Linked DNA regions of Mus musculus: region 2 is linked to region 1. Evidence: chromatin contacts called from public HiChIP or PLAC-seq data. All regions are on one chromosome and are shown on one strand. Each heading gives the region's core, a stretch centred on a gene start, on an enhancer-like site or on the middle of the called end of the contact. The rest is flanking DNA. Distances are from core to core; before and after follow the strand shown. Region 1 overlaps C530044C16Rik (RIKEN cDNA C530044C16 gene). Region 2 overlaps Snx10 (sorting nexin 10).

What was found. HiChIP or PLAC-seq counts read pairs in DNA pulled down with a chosen protein or histone mark.
Region 2: a contact with region 1 is called in a FOXA1 HiChIP or PLAC-seq map of pancreatic cancer cells. The contact joins two enhancer-like sites. A contact is called at or near these places in 2 of 115 datasets of contacts at active chromatin or transcription factors (large pre-B cells and pancreatic cancer cells).

Annotation. Positions count from the first base shown.
Region 1 is chr6:50,804,918-50,810,408 of GRCm38.p6, forward strand. All of the region lies in intron 4 of C530044C16Rik (RIKEN cDNA C530044C16 gene), which reads left to right. It overlaps Gm31455 (a long non-coding RNA gene), which reads right to left. Exons shown (of 5, transcript XR_869068.3): 4 at 2,795-2,910; 5 at 1-723. Among named protein-coding and RNA genes, the nearest start is that of Gm31455, 15 kb to the right of the region's middle. Within about 2 kb of position 2,759, at least 106 of the 459 cell types and tissues checked have an H3K27ac peak or open chromatin away from gene starts, as enhancers often do. A contact at or near this core is called in pancreatic cancer cells, where this site is marked.
Region 2 is chr6:51,555,951-51,561,441 of GRCm38.p6, forward strand. The region is part of intron 1 of Snx10 (sorting nexin 10); the gene reads left to right. Among named protein-coding and RNA genes, the nearest start is that of Snx10, 35 kb to the left of the region's middle. Within about 2 kb of position 2,586, at least 72 of the 459 cell types and tissues checked have an H3K27ac peak or open chromatin away from gene starts, as enhancers often do. A contact at or near this core is called in pancreatic cancer cells, where this site is marked.

The DNA of each region.
Region 1 (5,491 bases), core at 1,509-4,008:
TTAGGAAATAAGAAGGGTCTATCATGCTAATCTCCAGGTTATCTTGACAGTTTGTGTGGTCTCCTTTAAAGAAGAACAAAAACATGCCCCACCCCAACAGAAAACAAGTCTAGTTGAACACGGAGTTGGGAGGACGATGTGTTATCGATTCCTTCGGGGGATGGTAGGAAGGTCAAGCAGGCAGATTATCTCCACACTGACATTTCATTTTTTGCTCCAAGTTTTACTACATCCTGTCCCATTAGTCCCCCTCCCTCAATGATAGCAGTAGTCCAATCCTCAGAAGAATCCTGTGAAAATGGACAGCACTTTTCTCTATGCTGCACTGGAGTATCATAGAGAAAATGAGCCTGTGCTCTGATATCATCCCAGGAGAGCAGAGGGTGACCTTGGAGAGGTCAGGGATTCCCACTGATTCAGTTCCTAGAGACAAGAAGCTGCTTGATGAGAGAGAGAGAGAGAGAGAGAGAGAGAGAGAGAGAGAGCCTTCCTTAGAGCCTCACGGTTGGAGATGAGCCTCTTTAGGACTATCTCTCAGAAAGAGGTGGCCTTTGGTGAACTGATGCCAGTCCTAGGATGAAGAGCTGCTGCGTGGTGGGTAGATACTCTGAGGGACCAGAGGCTGTTTGTGAGAGCAAGGGTCCAAACATTTGAAGAGCTGCTGTTTAATAGAAGGTCCAGGTTTCTCTGGGTAATCCTTGCCAGGTGAATGCAGAGAGGATCCTAATGTTGGAAGAGAAGGAAAGGAAGATGGAAGATCTTTCCAGCAAGCATTAGAGTGTGAAGGTTCTCAGGGATTAACACTGACTCTGCAAGGAAGAGTCAAATATTCATCTGCAATCCATAACTCTTTTTTCTCAAGTTCAAATCTAAAACTTACAACAAGTTTAAACCAACACCCGTCTAACCGCTAATCTAGGTAATAGCTTCCCTCCTCAAGCAGCTTTGCTGGGACACAGTGGTGACAATCCATCACTTTGCCTCACGTCTGCCCACATTCCTTACCTGCAATGCTGCTGGTCCTTTGGAATGTAGTATTTAGTTATGCTTTTAAAATCATGGCTGTCCCCCATGACTTTTGCTTGTTCAGGCTTTCTGAACCGCTTTATACACATTTACTCTAGAACTGTGTGACCCTGTGGCCACATTGTAGGTTCTACTGATGGTTCTGTTTATTCAGTAGAGCTCTGCTTGGACAGTCCATCTCCCAACTACTCTCAGCCCACCCTCCCTATACAGACTGGGCTGTCCATGGGAATAGAGGGTGGTTCCAGGCCCTGACTCTCATTGGAAAGTTATAAATCTGAATCACAAAGTGCATCTGTAACATTTCTGTGTCTCTATTCGCATGGTCTAAGTCCATTGGTAGTACTTGCTTGATATACTGCAACCGCTCCACAAACATGTCGAGGAGGCTGCACCCAGAACTTTCTACAAGTCTTTTATTTTCCCCCAGACTTTTCTCAGTAAGCCACCCTTCCCAGGTCTGTGGGGTGCAGGCCTGGGTCTCTCCTGTTTTGCTCTGAACCTCACTTCCAAGTAGCTGCACTGCTGCTTGGCCTGTCTTCTGCACTGAACCCCCTCCCTTCTCCAGCTCAGGGTGTTTGGCTGTGCCTCAGAACCCTTCATGGGCCATACAGAGGGGTAACAGGAGTGATAACATTACCATCAAATTCCTTGCACCTTTAAAGGGGACAACAGTCCTCAGCCTAGGTATGCGCACGAGGGGCAGTGGGGGGGGGGGGGGGGAGAGAGAGAGAGAGAGAGAGAGAGAGAGAGAGAGAGAGAGAGAGAGACTCAGAGCTCAGTTTGTCTTTCACCGCCCTCTGCTGGTTGAGGTGGGGACTTTTAAAAAATCAAAGAACTGAGCTGAGAACTATGCAGTGGACTCTGATATCTGCAGGAACTTGGTAAGACAAGGGTGGGATAGGATGGGGGTGGGGTAGGGGTGTGGCCAAAAGTTTATATTTTATGGAGGAACAAAGTGATGTTAAGAAACCTTAAAGCCACTGTGTCTGAAATAGAAGCAGTGTTGCACAACCGGTTCAGTCCGATCCGCAGCCCAGGCGCCACCTGGTGCTGAACTTTTTCTGTCCATGCCCAGGTACCTCTTTACCACCCAGAGACAGAGGGAGTGGGAAGCAAGAATGCACAAATCCTTTAAACATGGGGCTACGTGGGGACAAAAGAGCCACAAGAGATTGAGGTCTGGCTTCTATCTTATAGCTACAATAGTCTTTTAGTGCCACCCAGGCGTGTGACAGGCCCCCTCTTTCTAATCTGTGAAGGGCTGTTCTCTGCTAATTTAGAATGGGGAGTGCAGGCTTTGTTTCCAATTTGTGTCCCGACACACCATCTTGATAGTGAGATGGGTGCTGACATATATTTTTATTGCAGAGATGAGGACCAGAGATGTGAGACTCTCGTGGCTACACAGGGCATAGAGATACTCACATCTTATTCCCACCATTCATGGGTGTGACTGTCAGGGAATCACTGGCAAAATGAACCCTTGCCAGTGGTGGCCAGTAAGGAAGCGGATGGGAGGCAAACTCTTAAGAAAGATGGGATCCGTGTCTCCCAGAGAGGTGGGATTTAAATAAACAAAGCAAGACAGAACCCAGGGGCAACGGGGGCCCCGAGAGAGCAGTGCAAATACAGATGTCCAGGGCCGGTGTACCGAACAGAGCAGAGGAGGGAGGTGGGGGCCAGGGCAGGACAGCTCTGCTCAGCAGTAGCTCTGGGGGTGAGCAGTTGTGAGCCTAGCCTGTGGGGAGCTGGGAGGGAAGATTACTTCTCTAAAGGTTGGCAGATCCTCTCGTTCCCATGACGTAAAGGAAATCGTGGAAACTTTCTGTCTGGGACAGGATCCAGGCACTCGAAGTCCTTGCCAACACTGTGATTTCTCATCTGTATGTTTGAAAGGAAGTTAAATAAATACGAGTTTTAATAATCTCTCTCATCGCTGACCACTGCCGTGAGCGCGACGCTGTGCTAAGCACCTCCGGGGCATCATCTCCTTTACCCTCCAGTACCTACAGGTCAGGCATGATTATTATCCTCATCTATGGCAAGGGGATTCTAATGTCTGGTGACACACAGGTGTACTAGCTAGTTACGAGTCTAAGTTTTAAGTGTAAACTAAGAATTTTGTTTCTCTTCATCCCATACCCCTGCTGTAAATGGCAATCTTCAGAGAACCCGCCCCCCGGCCCCCCGGTGTGAAGTGGATCTGATTTTTCCTACTGTGAGGCAACAAGAGGAGCCTTCAGAATTCCTTTGAGTGTTCTTAGGACACTTAGGTAGGTCTAACAAGTCTCTTCCCCAAAAGATACATGTGTTGGTGAAAACAGCTCAGTTTTTGAAGAAAAGGGAACCTACCTGCAGTTCTCAAAATGACCAGACGGTGGCAGTACACCATCAGTGATGCCATAACTTTTTTTGAGGTTTAAAGTTTGAGAAAACTGAATGCTGAATAGGTTTTTATGGGGACACAGAATTTTCGGTGCTAGAGCTCATTAAGCAATGCAGATAAAAATGGATAGCCTACAAAAATTTAATTTCTGTTTTCAACAGTATTTAGTTCATTGTTCAAAGTTGGTGATGCTATAGCTATCTATCCATCTTTAGGGTGAGCGTTGCCTTAAAGCTGATGGAGCACCGCCTAGAAAACAAAACAAAACCCTCAGTGCAGGGCTTAGGAAAGAATGTCCTACAAGGAGAGGGATGCTAACCTTGGTTTAAATATAAATTAAACCCTCATCATCTTTTACAGTTAAGTGAAACTTCTCGAGACAGCGGTGAAAGGTCTCCCTTCAGATATCCAACCAGACTTCACCTGAGGGGTTTTTCTCTCTGGCTTTAACTTTGTATGCCCCCCCCACCCCCCAAGCCTTTGAAGTGGTTATTTTAATATTTGTTGTGCTAGTGAAAGGGCCTGGTTTTAGTCTCTGTTCGCATTGCATTTCCAGGCCAAACATTTGATGTTTTTGCATCGCTCCCTTCCGGGGACCACGACTCCACTTTGTTTTATGACCAGAGCTGAAGCCAGCACCCATGACCCCGGAGAAGGGGACTGAGTTATTTATCCCCTCGGACGTTTCATTAAAGCACGGTTCATCTCCGCAAACAGTGTTTCCTAAACATGCTCTCTGATTACACAGAATGTTTTGCCTGTCCAGCTAAGCCATATTTTTTTAAGGGACATTTTTAAACACGCATGTTCAGGAACTCGAGCACCCGGTGGGGCGGGGGCAGCCCGGTGTGCAGCATTTAGAAGTGGAGTTGCTTCCTAATAAATACACAGCGGGGTCCTACAGGCGTGGGAGGTCCGTTCATATTTGTGGGAGTTAAGAGCATGGATTCCAAGGGAATTCAGAGTACAGACACTTAAAATAACACCAGTAAAGCTACATTAACCGCAGTGCCCTCAACACGTTGCCTTGAATGTGGTGCAATTTTTATTAGGTGAGGTTTTGTATGTTAAAGCCAGAAAACAAAACCAAACAGAAAAGCCAAAGAAACGGGCAAAACTTGGGATAATCCCTCTGTAAATATTTAATGAGAAACAGAACTGAGGTAGGTCGCCATTCATCTACTTTGATAACAGAGTCTGTGGAGGCTCTCCTAGTGGACTCTGGGGCAGCAGGGCAGATCTCCCCTGGAGCAGCTCATCCAGGCTGTGGCTAACACTGACATACTGACACTTGTCACGTTCAGCCGGATGGCAGCTCATGTGGGCAGGACACGTTTGACCAGAATTCCCCAGTGTCCCTCTGGAAGGGAAGTGGGTTATGTTTCGTGACCAGGGTTATCTTTATTTACTCATGTTCAGGTCAGCAGAAGAAAACGCACTGCATTAAAGTGTCGCAGGGCCATCATCCCCTCTGCTTCACCAGCCTGGGTTTCTGTTCTGGATCCCGTCTGCCTCCCACTCCCACCCCCACCCTCCAGTCCTCCCAGGGCAATCCTAGCTTAGCAGCTGCCAAGAAGTCAGAAGTGGCTGACCTGCAAGCCCCTTAGAGTCACAGCCTGTGTCAGGAACAAAGAAAAGACTACCTCATGTCCCTTGCAGATGCACTGAGAAATCTGAGGTCACTCTGTGAGGATACATCTGATGCCCTCCGTTCTCCTCTATCAGACTCCTTTACTGACAACCGAGACCCCTCACAGTGTCTTTTGATTATCAAGTGAATGGGATAGTATTTCCAAGGCCTTTCTGTAGTAAACTCTCATCAGCCTGATTCTCAGATAGAGTATGAACTTAGAATACTGAATTATGAACAAAACAGAGAGATGACTTAACTGAAGGAGGCTCTAACGAGTATGCGTATGCTTTGACAGATGTAGAGTATTTTTGATTTTGGATTTTTTTCCTTTGGGGGAAAATATTTTATTTACTTTTCTTATGTCCATCTGATAGGCATTATCAATAAGTGGAAAGAATTAGCTTTCACGGATTCCATGGTGAATGGTAAGTGTGGTAGATACA
Region 2 (5,491 bases), core at 1,336-3,835, 750 kb after region 1:
ACCACAGTGGGCATGTCTGTTGGTATGCATGGTGCATGTACTCTGTACAAACTGCATTGAGCTGTTTAAGTTGTTTTCTGAGGTCATTTTAGTGAGTTAAAGATATAAACAATTTACAAGTACTTGTGAAATACAAGGTTGAATTGCCTTTTATAGAATTTTTTGAAACGTGGTTTCATTCTGTAGCTCAGACTATCCTTAAACTCTGTGATCTTCTTGCCTCAGACTTCTAGGTGCTGGGATAACCACACCCAGCTTGGGCCCCATTCTTTTTCATGGCATTGCCATAGCTCATATTCCTATTGATAGTATTTAATTTTCATTCCTAATGATGCTTGTCAGTAGTGGATGTATCATCAAGTCTTTACTCTTAAAAGTTATTTTTACGTGTGTGGATTTTTGCCTGGATGTCTTTGCACCGTGTGTGTGCCTTGGTGCCCGAAGAGACCAGAAGAAGGTGTCAGGTCTCATGGAACTGGTGTTAGAGAACGTTGTGAGCCGCCATGGGGGTGCTGGGAATCAAACTTGGGTCCCCTGGAAGAGCAGCCAGTGCTCTTAACTACTGACCTGTCTGTCTCTCCAGCCCCACATCTTTAATTTGAAAGGGACGGCTATGTTATCTGGTCTCTTTGCATTTCTGTTACCAGGAAGGTTTAAGCATTTAAATCTACTTTAGAGTTTTTAAAAATTGCTAACTCTTGACTGTGATAGGAACCATATAGCATGGAACTTACCATCTGATGCACACACAGCTCAGTTGTGTGGTGTAGTGCACTCGTGGTGGGTGGCACACTCCTCAGCTCCTTTTTTCTCGGGCAGAACCGAAACTCTGTCTATTGAACAAGAGTGTGCCGTTTCCTCCTTGCTCCCTAGCCTCTGCCTTCTTCCTGAATGAACCTGACTAGGTTAAAAGCCCCCCTGGAGGGGGTTGGCTATAGCTCAGCTTGTAAAGTGCTTGCTATGCACACAGGAGGACCGGAGTTTGGATGCCCACCGCCCGTGTAAGAAGTCCGAGGTGCTGCCGTGTGTTTGTATCTCCAGTGCAGGGTGGGAGCGAAGGCAAGAGGCTCCTTGGAGCTCATTGGCTAGCCATTGTAGCCAGTTGGGGAGCACAAGGTTCAGTGAGGGGTTCTGTCTCTATAAAGATGACAGAGGAATTGAAGAAGACACTAGACATCAACCTCTGGCCTCTCCTTTCACACACATGTACATATGTGCTCACATCACACACACACACACACACACACACACACACCACCGCATATCAGTGGAATCATGAAGGCCTTGTCTTTTGTGACCAAGTTTTTCAGTTACCCTAATACCCGTAAAGTTCATCTGTGTGGCAGCCTGTGCCCATCGCTTCCGTGTGTGCCTGTTCCACATCTTGTTTATTGACTCATCCATCTATGGACACTTGAATCGCTTCTCCATCTTAGCCCTGTGAATCATTCTGCTATGAACGTGTATACTGTGATAGTTTGTCTATACTTGGCCTAGGGAGTGGCACTATTTGGAAGTGTGGCCTTGTAGGAGTAGGAAGTGTGTTATGTGGGCATAGGCTTTAAGATCCTCATCGTTGCTGTCTGTAAGCCAGTCTTCTCATAGCTGCCTTTGGAACAAGATGTAGAATTTTCAGCTGCACACTGCTATGCTCCTGCCTCGGTGATAATGGACTGAAGCTCTGAACCTGTAAGCCAGCCCCAATTAAATGTTGTCCTTTATAAGACTTGCCTTTGCCTTGGTCATGATTGCTCTTCATAGCAGTAAAACCTTAACTAAGACATGGATGAATATCTCTTTGAGACCCTATATTCACTTCTTCTTCTTTTTTTTCTCCCTTCAAGACAGGGTTTCTTTGTGTAGCCCTGGCTGTCCTGGAACTCACTCTGTAGACCAGGCTGGCCTTTAACTCAGAAATCCACCTGCCTCTGCCTTCCCAGGTGCTGGGATTAAAAGGTATTTGCCACCACTACCTGGTCCTACTTTCACTTCTTAAAAAAATTCATACCAAGGACCCGGAGGGATGGGTCAGTGGTTAAGAGCCACTGGTTGCTCTTCAGTAAATAGAACTGGGTTCGAGCCCCAGTGCCTATGATATGGATCACAAACATCTGTGACTCCAGTTCCATGGGATCTGACACCTTCTTCTGACATCTGTGGGCAGTTGGCAGGCATGCAGTGCACAGACATACATGCGGTTGGAAACACTCATATGCATATAACAAAATAATAAAAGATAAAATATATACTCAGAAGTGGAATTGCTATGTGTGGGGCTTCTATTTTCAAAAATATCATCATCATCATCATCATCACCACCACCACCACCATCATCATCAACAACTATTTAAACACTAGATGAGGGATGGGGGCGCACATGCCTAGCATGTGTAGGAGCCTGAGTTTGATTCCTTGTACCACACATTCAACTCTGAGAGATGTGAACTCCGATGAGCTGACATGATGAATTGGCAGACACAGTTGAAGGGCTGAAGGAAGAAACTTGTTGCAAGAGATAGGGACAAGGAGGAAGGAGAAGTGGACTGACTGCTTCCGTGTTGAGTTAGAGCAGGATGAGTTGGCTCGCCCTACCGCCTTGTGACTCATTGCTTTCAGTTTGAAAGCTCACTGATTGCTTGGCATGGGATAGGGGACTGCGTTCTGGTTTGATCAGTCGGTTGAGCCCAGTATGAGAACTCAGGCCAAATCAAAGGCTTTGTGTACATTTTATTTGAGTACCCTTTTGGTTTTAGTTTTATGTGTTGATTGTTGAAACCCTCGCTCACCTTTTTTACAGAAATATTTGCTGGTATAGATTTGCAGGGGCATTTCATGAATTGATCTGTTCATCATTCGTCACGAATAATGAATAATTTCTATTATTTGACTTGCCTATTTAAAGTTTTTGTAAACTTATTTTTTAAAAAGACTTATTTATTTGATGTATATGAGTACACCATTGCTCTCTTCAGACACACGAGAAAAGGGCATCAGATCCCATTACAGATGGTTGTGAGCCACCATGTGGTTGCTGGAAATTGAACTCAGGACCTCTGGAAGAGCAGTTGGTGCTCCTAACTGCTGAGCTGTCTTTCCTTTTTTTTTTTTTTTTTTTTTTTTTTTTTCGAGACAGGGTTTCTCTGTATAGCCCTGGCTGTCCTGGAACTTACTTTGTAGACCAAACTCAGAACTCAGAGATCTGCCTGCCTCTGCCTCTGCCTCTGCCTCCCTAGTGCCGGGATTAAAGGAGTGCACCACTCAGCCCAGCTCTTTTTTTCACTTTCTTTGATACTTTTGAGACCAACACAGGATGCTTATGGGTTCTGTCCCACAAGGCCCTTTCTGCTGCCTGGTGTTCTTTTTTTCCCCTGGATACTAAGATTCATACACGTAACTTTTCTCTTTCTTTCTTTCTTTCTTTCTTTCTTTCTTTCTTTCTTTCTTTCTTTCTTTCTTTCTTTCTCTCTCTCTCTCTCTCTCTCTCTCTCTCTCTCTCTCTCCCTCCCTCCCTCCCTCCCTCCCTCCCTCCCTCCCTCTCTCTCTCTCTCTCTCTCTCTCTCTCTCTCTTTTTCTTTTTTTTTTAATAAAGTAGCGTGTTGCTCAGTTTTCTATCATTGCTGACAACCTTACAGGCAGGGGGAATTGATTTTGGTCCATGCTTTCAGAGGTGTAGGTTGGTGATTGGCTATCTTGTTACTCGTAGGGTATGGGACAACAAATCGTAGCTGAATGTGCAGAAAGAGGAAAGCCTGGGGTCCCAGTGACTTCAAGGAAATGTCTTCAATGGTTGTTTCCTTACACCACTCTCCATCTCCTAAAGACCTACCACTTCTCGATAGCACAGACGGGGAGCCGGGCCTCGAACACGCGGGCAGCTATTTAAGAGTTAGACTATACCAGTGACCTTTCTGCAGGTGGAATCATAATGAGAAATGAGACATTTGACTGATTCCTCCCCTACGTACAGTTGTCTTCAGTATTAGGAGGCAGTGTGGCTGAGGGCTAGGATGGTGTATCCTGGAGGAGGCGTTGTCAAGGCAACATGGTAAGACAGAGTGGGGAATACTAGAAAGGTCTGTTGGTACCCCTCTGTTCCCAGGTGTGGGCATTCGCTCTTGGTACCTGGCCCCATGTCCACAGGGGAGATGTGGACAAGGTGGACAAGGGTTTGTTGGGACAATTTTCATTCCTAGTCTTCCTCCCGCCTCCCACTGTGCTCCCCCCACCGCAGGGGATCTGCCTGTTTCTGCCTCCCCAGAACTGGAATTGCAAATGCATGCCACCATACCTGGATTTTTATACGGGTGCTAGGGGTCTAACTGAGGGCTTCAGGCTTCTATAGCAAGCACTTTCCTGACTAAGCTATCACCCATATTTCTCTTAATCAGCCAATAAAAGAGTTAAAAACTTGTTTCCTTAACAATAAAACCCATTACTCTCTCCCTGTGTCTTAGGAAGGCCCTGGCCACTCCGAGCTTAGGGATGAACCCACCCTTTCTTCCCTTGTGGGTGGGTAGAGCTGGGGCTGGGATGACGACCTCATGTCTGACCCATTTATCTCTGCTGTGCTGTCCTGGAGCCAGAGCCAGCAGTGGAGCAGGGAGACAGACGGGCTTGAGTTGAAATGACACTTGCGGTCTTTCCTTCGTTTCAAGACCGTGGGCAAGTGTAATTCCCCGGCTACATGCTGTGAGCATGTCAGGTCCTCACAGGGTGGGAAGACACATAAAGTCCCACAGTTCTGCTCTGTTGGAGAGATGCAGTAGAACAGGAAACTGGGACAATAGAATGTGTGTGTGTGTGAATATAAATTATATAAGTATTATAAGATATATATAAGATTTACAGTAATAACCATTTGTAAGTATACAAATTATCTGTTGAGATTCAGTTGCTCATAGACAATGCATAACCAGTCTCCAGAATTCTTTAACTTGTCAACTGAAACTGCCATTGAACAATAATACTCCGATGCTGCACCCCTTCCCAAAGAACCCCACCATTTTGCGCCTGACTGTGACAACTGTAGGTGTCTCTGCATATTTGTATTTGCTGATGGTCCTTTCCCCCTTAGCATAATGGCCTCCAGGTTTACCTGTGGTGCGTGTCCCTCCAGTCTTGTCACACTGTTCGTTCTTTCATGTCATTCCCATGTTGGAATTGTGTAGCAATCTCACGAGCTGAGTCTGCTTTGCACTCTGCTCCTCTGGGTCAGCCCAAGGTCTCTTATTGTTGAATGAGTGTTTGGGCAAATGTTCAAGTCCCCACATTCCCAGTTGTACCCCAGGTCATGGTTCTGGTTCACCCCACATAGATCCCTTCAGCTTGCATGTTGCATTGCTACACGTGTGGTCCTTCAAACCAGAGAAATGCATTCTTAGACAATTCTGGAGACCAGAAGTTCAAAGCTGAGGTCTGAGCAGGATGCTCCTCCCTCTAGAAGTTTAGGAGGGGATCCTTTCTTGCCTCCTCCCACTGAGTCTCACTCTGT